Linked DNA regions of Mus musculus: region 1 is linked to region 2. Evidence: chromatin contacts called from public promoter capture Hi-C data. All regions are on one chromosome and are shown on one strand. Each heading gives the region's core, a stretch centred on a gene start, on an enhancer-like site or on the middle of the called end of the contact. The rest is flanking DNA. Distances are from core to core; before and after follow the strand shown. Region 1 holds the start of Tex44 (testis expressed 44). Region 2 holds the start of Itm2c (integral membrane protein 2C).

Region 1 (2,700 bases), core at 5-2,504, 530 kb before region 2:
CTCCACATCAGGTCTATACAGATTGGGGTCCAGAAGGTTCCTGCCCAGGGCCACCTGGTAGAAATCTGGAGAGTGGGGTGGGCTGCCACCTGGGGAGCCTGGGTCAGGTGGATCCGGTGGGATACCTGAGTCAGCAGCTGAATCCTCACTGGTCAGCCCTGGCGATCTAGCTTTGCTCCCAGGGTTCAAGGCCTTGAACCCTTCAGCTTCCTGCTTGGCCGAGTTGGTGGTAGGCGTGGGTTCTGGGTCGCGACCACTGGTATCGGAAGGGGGTGGGTCAGCAGCTCCCACCGAAGTCTGGACATGTTCAGGCAGGTTAGATAGCACGTCAGCATTTGGAACTAATACTGGCTGCCCTTCTGGAACATTCGGGTTTCCCAGTGTCTTTTCCTGGGTCTGGGAGTCACTCGGGGAAACCGTCCGGCTCCGACTTGTACGGTTGTTTTCAGCTAGCCTGTCCCACACTGGGTTCTGGAAACCCACAAACACTTGCAGGATACCTGGGTCTTGGGGCAGCAAAGATGTGGTCTCTTCAGGATTGTCCTGGCCCTGATGTGGAATATCTGGGCTCTCATCTTTGACTGCAGAAGTTGCTGTATCTGTGGAGATGGCTGGCTCTACATCTTGCCCTATGGAGGTGTCCATCTGCATGGAGGGCTGATCTTTATTCTGTCCCACAGAAGTGGCAATCTGCAAAGATGCCTGGTCTTCATCCTGTCCCATCAAGGTGGCAGTCTGTATGGAGGCCTGATCTTTATTCTGTCCCACAGAAGTGACAATCTGCAAAAATGCCTGGTCTTCATCTTGTCCCATCAAGGTGGCAGTCTGTATGGAGGCCTGGTCTTTATCCTGCTCAAAAACTGTGTTAATCTGCATGTACGCCTGGTCTACATTTTTCTCCGTGATGGTGGAAATCTGCTTGGAGAGCAGGTCCTCATCTTGTCTCATGAAGGTATCAGTCCGAATGAAGTCCTGCTCTTCATTTTGCTCTGTGGTGATGGCTTTCGCCTCAGAGGTTTGATCTACATCATGTTCAGCTAGCACTTCGTCGATGTCTCCTGGTGGGACGTCATCGGGCAGGGAGTCTGGTCCTTCGGACTCTCCGGGTAAATCTGCAGAGTTTTCATCAGCTGTGTTGTCCGAGGAGGCCTCGGGAAGATCATGTGTAGAACTGCTGCTGGCTTCAGGGTCTTCCAAGGGCTCAGCGGTCATCTATGCCCCCTGCTACTTATGGTGGTTGGGAAGGAGTGGCTTGGCCCTGCTAGGCTCAGTTGTCCAGGTGGTGAGGTCACAGCAGGTTGTGGGCAGCTGATGATGTCACAGGTACTTGTAGAGCAAGGGTCCTGAATGTCCTGAGTCTGCTGAGTGGCTGTCCTGGCGAGCTGACTATAGGTGGTGTTGCATAGCCAGAGTAGTGGGTACAGAGGAAATGAAGAATAACTGTCTTGGTTTAAGATGGAGATACGTAGGTAGGTGCAGATGCAGCCGCAGGGCTGTGAGTGGTTTCGGGAACTGTACTTTGGGGCATGATACAGGAAGGTAATGCTGAGTTTGAATTAGTAGGTTTTAAACTTATTTTGGGGACAGGGGATCAGTGCTCTTGTTATGTAGTTGAGGCTGGTCTCCCACTCTGATCTTCCTGTCTTAGCCTCTCAAGAGCTAGGATTACAGACATTTGTTATACCAGGTTATCCCTCCCACCATCTCTCTATTCTATTGGGCTACTTCAGGACCCCAATTTCTTTCTTTCAGGCCGGTCTTTCTTTGGTAATTTTTCTAGCAATGAGGAGGAATAGTGGAGGCCAGGGCCTGGGCGGCATCTAGGCTGGCTATCCTTAGTGCTAGAGTTAACCTTTTGACACAGGACAATCTACCTGCTCATCTGGGCTGGGAGGGCAGGGCACCACTAATGGGTACAGACTCCAGGGCAATCCTAAGAAGAGCTTGGTCCCCAGATAACCCCACTGTATGAAGAAGGTAGCCGGGGACTGGGTTTGGCTGAGTGTAGCGCACTTGCCCAGCATGCTCTGGTTCCATCCCCAGCATTGGAGTGGATGGTTCTATTTGTGTGTTTGTGCTCACCCTAGTTGCCAGGTTAGGTGTAGTTCCTGCTCCTGGGGATAAGAGGAGATGCAACCATCTGATGATGCCCCTAGGGACCCCAGCATCCCTAGGGAGAACTGGGTCTATGTTTATATCTTCTCTCCTAGGGGCAAGGCTGTGGGTCCATGACTGCCCCACTGCTAGGCACAGCCTCTTGGGGAAGCGGAACGCTGGGAGTTTGACTGCCTTTATTCCATGCCACCGCCACTGTGACTGCTGCCGGGGCTGAGACACCTCCCGGGTGGGAAAAAGCTGGAGTTGGTTCAGGGGTCCCTGGGCCTGCAACGAGGCCTGGGCCGTGGGGTTCTCAGACTCTTAGACATCCGCTGGGAGTTTCAGCAGAGCAGAAAACAGAGTCGGGCTGTGGGCTGGGGACAGTGTCTAGCCTGGGGTGGGGGGAGGGGAAGGGGGAGGAGCTCCGGCTTGTCCCAGGGGGTGATATTGTCCTTAGCTTGGTGGAGGCAGGCTTGGTGGCAGTTGTGGCTGAGAGCACAGAGAGACCTTCTATGGGAGAATTAAGCTGCGGCTCTGTAGTTGAATGCCTTCCCCATGGCTCCCCACTGTGGCTCTTGTTGAAAGAGACAGTCCACAGTTCTA
Region 2 (2,802 bases), core at 213-2,712:
AATGAATTCTTGTTGGTGTCTGAATTGCTCGGTGCTGTAGTGACTAGAACAGAGCTGCCTGAGTCCCTGGCATCACCGTTTCTGCTCAGACTGGCCCACTGCATGACCCCCTCTTCCAGATCATTCCCCACGAGTTCCTCATATATGCCCAGGCAAAGGCAGAATCAGAGCTTCAAAACTTGATCCGGGAGGAGGAAGTGGAAGGGGCTTTTTTAGGTTCGGTCTGGATCGAAAGGCCCGGCTTGGTGCGCCCCAGGACCGCTGGGGGGCGTGTGACAGTGGCCATGAAAACACCCTTACTGAAGCAAAATGAAACTCGGCTGGGTCCGCTTTTCCGTCACCAGTCCTTCCAGTCAGTGACTGCCACGAGTCCTCCCCGACACACTCCACATAGCATAGTTTTCCATGGCGGAAATGACCTGGATCCCCTCAGCCAGGGGAAGGCGGGGCACACCAAGGCCAGTCCACACAAAGCCAACTGAGTGACTATAGGGATGTCTAGGGCACTGGGGCAGTAAGGAGCCCACTCAGCAGATGGTAACAACGTAGCTGGAAGCCAGAGAAGGAGCTAAGAAGTAGGGCCCGCAGGTGTGAAATGGGAGAAGGCTCATCACTGACTTAGGTCTGCCAGTTCCAACAGTAACCTCCACCCACCACAGACCCCATTTGAGGACCAAAACAATGGCACCTCCCTTTCGTTACTAACCAGAGATTCCCCAACCAAATTCCCCAACCAATCAGGCCTCATCACCTCCCCCCTTCCCGGCCCCGCTTTGGGGGAAACTACGTTCAACCCTCCTCCCCTCCCCCACTCGGGGACTGGCTTCCCGGCCCCTGCCCCTTGATTGGAACCAGACGCAAACCTTCACCAACATTCCCCAAACTTTCATGGGTCCGCCACCTTCCCTTATCTTGGAACTTCGCGCCCAGAAGCCCCCACTTTTGGAAAAGACCCTGTGTGCGTTCCCACTTAAGGACCAGTTCTGCTTTCGACTACCGCTGTGGGGAAGGTCCTGAGACCCTTTCCCAGATGCGGATGGAGCAGCCTTTTCAGACCTCTCATCCCGCTTCCGCTCGTGACTCTGAGGTACCGCTGGTCGTGGCGGCCACTGGGGAATGCCTAGGTCCCTCGATGACCCCCCACCCCCGCCCCGCCCCCATCTGAGACCCGGAGCCTCTCACCCTCGCCGGCGTCAGCAGGATCTCCGCGGCCGGGGCAGATGCCGAGGCCGGACCAGACGCCGCTGCTTTGTCCGCTTTATCAGCCTTGATGCCCGCTACCGCGGGCTGGAAACTGATCTTCACCATGGCTGCGTTGACCTGCGCCTGCTCCCTGCAGCCCCTGCCAGTGCAACCTCGATCGCAATGCCTGCTTCTTGCTGCGCCGCAGGCACCGGAAGTTTGGATGGCTCCGGAGTCCTCGCCTCTGTCCCCGCCCCGAACGCGTCCCGCCCCGCCTTCCAAGGAAGGACCTGACGCCTGCGCCGAACTGCACCGGGCAGCACTGTAGCTGAAGAATGCTGAGATTTCCTTCCACCTCTTGCTTATATTCATTCATTCAGTCGTCGCGCAAGAGCTTGGACCCCTTCCTTCTCCCTGCCCATGACTAGCATCCTCACATGTAGTTTAACACGACGTTGCCTGGCAACGTGCTTCTAACAAACTGCATCTCCCTCCTCCTCGATATCTTTGATTATGTTGAGAGAAGACGCAGAGTAACTAACTGTTCTAAGCTTTCCTCCTCCAACATGTGTTAGGCTGGAAAGGGGCATCAACTCCAGACGCCTAACTGCTTGCCTCTATCCTGAATTCTAAATCCATCCCCACCGCCTTCATTCTCCACCATGCATCTTTCTCTATCCTTCATCCTGCAAAACCTTCAGGGAGTGGAGGTGGGTAACTTGAGGTGCATAAGACCTACAATACCTTGCAGGAGTGGAATCGTGACTGGAAAATATGACAAGAATTACGGGGGGCTGGGCCAGAGGTTTTGGGTTCCAGTCAGGACTCTGCTCCTGCAGTGTATCACCGGGTATTAGGAAGAAGCCAAGATTTATGTTGCAGGGCCATCTCTTGACAACAAAGTCCTAGATCTCTCCTCGCTGTTCCCAATCCAGGCTGTGATAGCACCGAGCCTGCCGTGCTTGGCGTCAGTTCTACAAAGGTGCTGGTAATGGGGGCCGAGCATTCTGCTGGCGTATTGAGGACAGTCCAGTAGGCTCTGCTGCCCTCTCCTACCTGTCACGGCTTGGACAGAGTTGCCTTAGGCACTAGACCATTGTATCTCGGTTTAGATCTTGTATGAACCAGGCAGTCCAGGAGATACATAGCTTAAGGCAGTAGAATATAAATGGTAAAATGTATAATGGTAAAAGATGTAAATGGTGCGAAGGCCACTGGCACTGCAGGAATTGAGAGAATAGAGAGATGCATTACATGCAGGAAAGGCAAATCCATTACCAGAGTAGATGCTTACTTTGGTAAGGACTAAGCACTACCCTTTCTATGAAAGAAGCGGTCCAATGTAGGTGACCTGCCACCAGGGTGCTGGCTGGCCAACTCAGGGAATGGTGGCCAGTGACGGTCACTGCTGGTGTGGCAGATCTGGCACTCAGCTGCAGCTGTTACCAGATCACTTCAATGAGTGGAAGTCCATATTGCCAGTCCAGGTATAGTTTCCATCTCTATCGGCATGGCCGCTTGTTCATAGGCCCATTGGACAATGACAGGGATGGCTGGGGAAAGAGGCTGACTGTCCACAGAACGGGCCATCTGTCTACTGGAATACTGGACTCCTCCCCT

The links. Promoter capture Hi-C pulls out the DNA fragments that hold promoters and counts their contacts.
Region 1: a promoter capture Hi-C map of stem cell-derived epiblast-like cells shows a contact between it and region 2, with 3 times the contacts expected there. The contact joins the promoter of Tex44 here to the promoter of Itm2c in region 2. A contact is called at or near these places in 2 of 39 promoter capture datasets (HPC-7-derived erythroid cells and stem cell-derived epiblast-like cells) and 1 of 115 datasets of contacts at active chromatin or transcription factors (memory CD8 T cells).

The regions. Positions count from the first base shown.
Region 1 is chr1:86,424,883-86,427,582 of GRCm38.p6, reverse strand. It overlaps Tex44 (testis expressed 44), which reads right to left and starts at 1,254. Exons shown (of 1, transcript NM_027966.1): 1 at 1-1,254. The coding sequence starts at 1,212.
Region 2 is chr1:85,893,170-85,895,971 of GRCm38.p6, reverse strand. It overlaps Itm2c (integral membrane protein 2C), which reads right to left and starts at 1,462. Exons shown (of 6, transcript NM_022417.3): 1 at 1,183-1,462. The coding sequence starts at 1,308.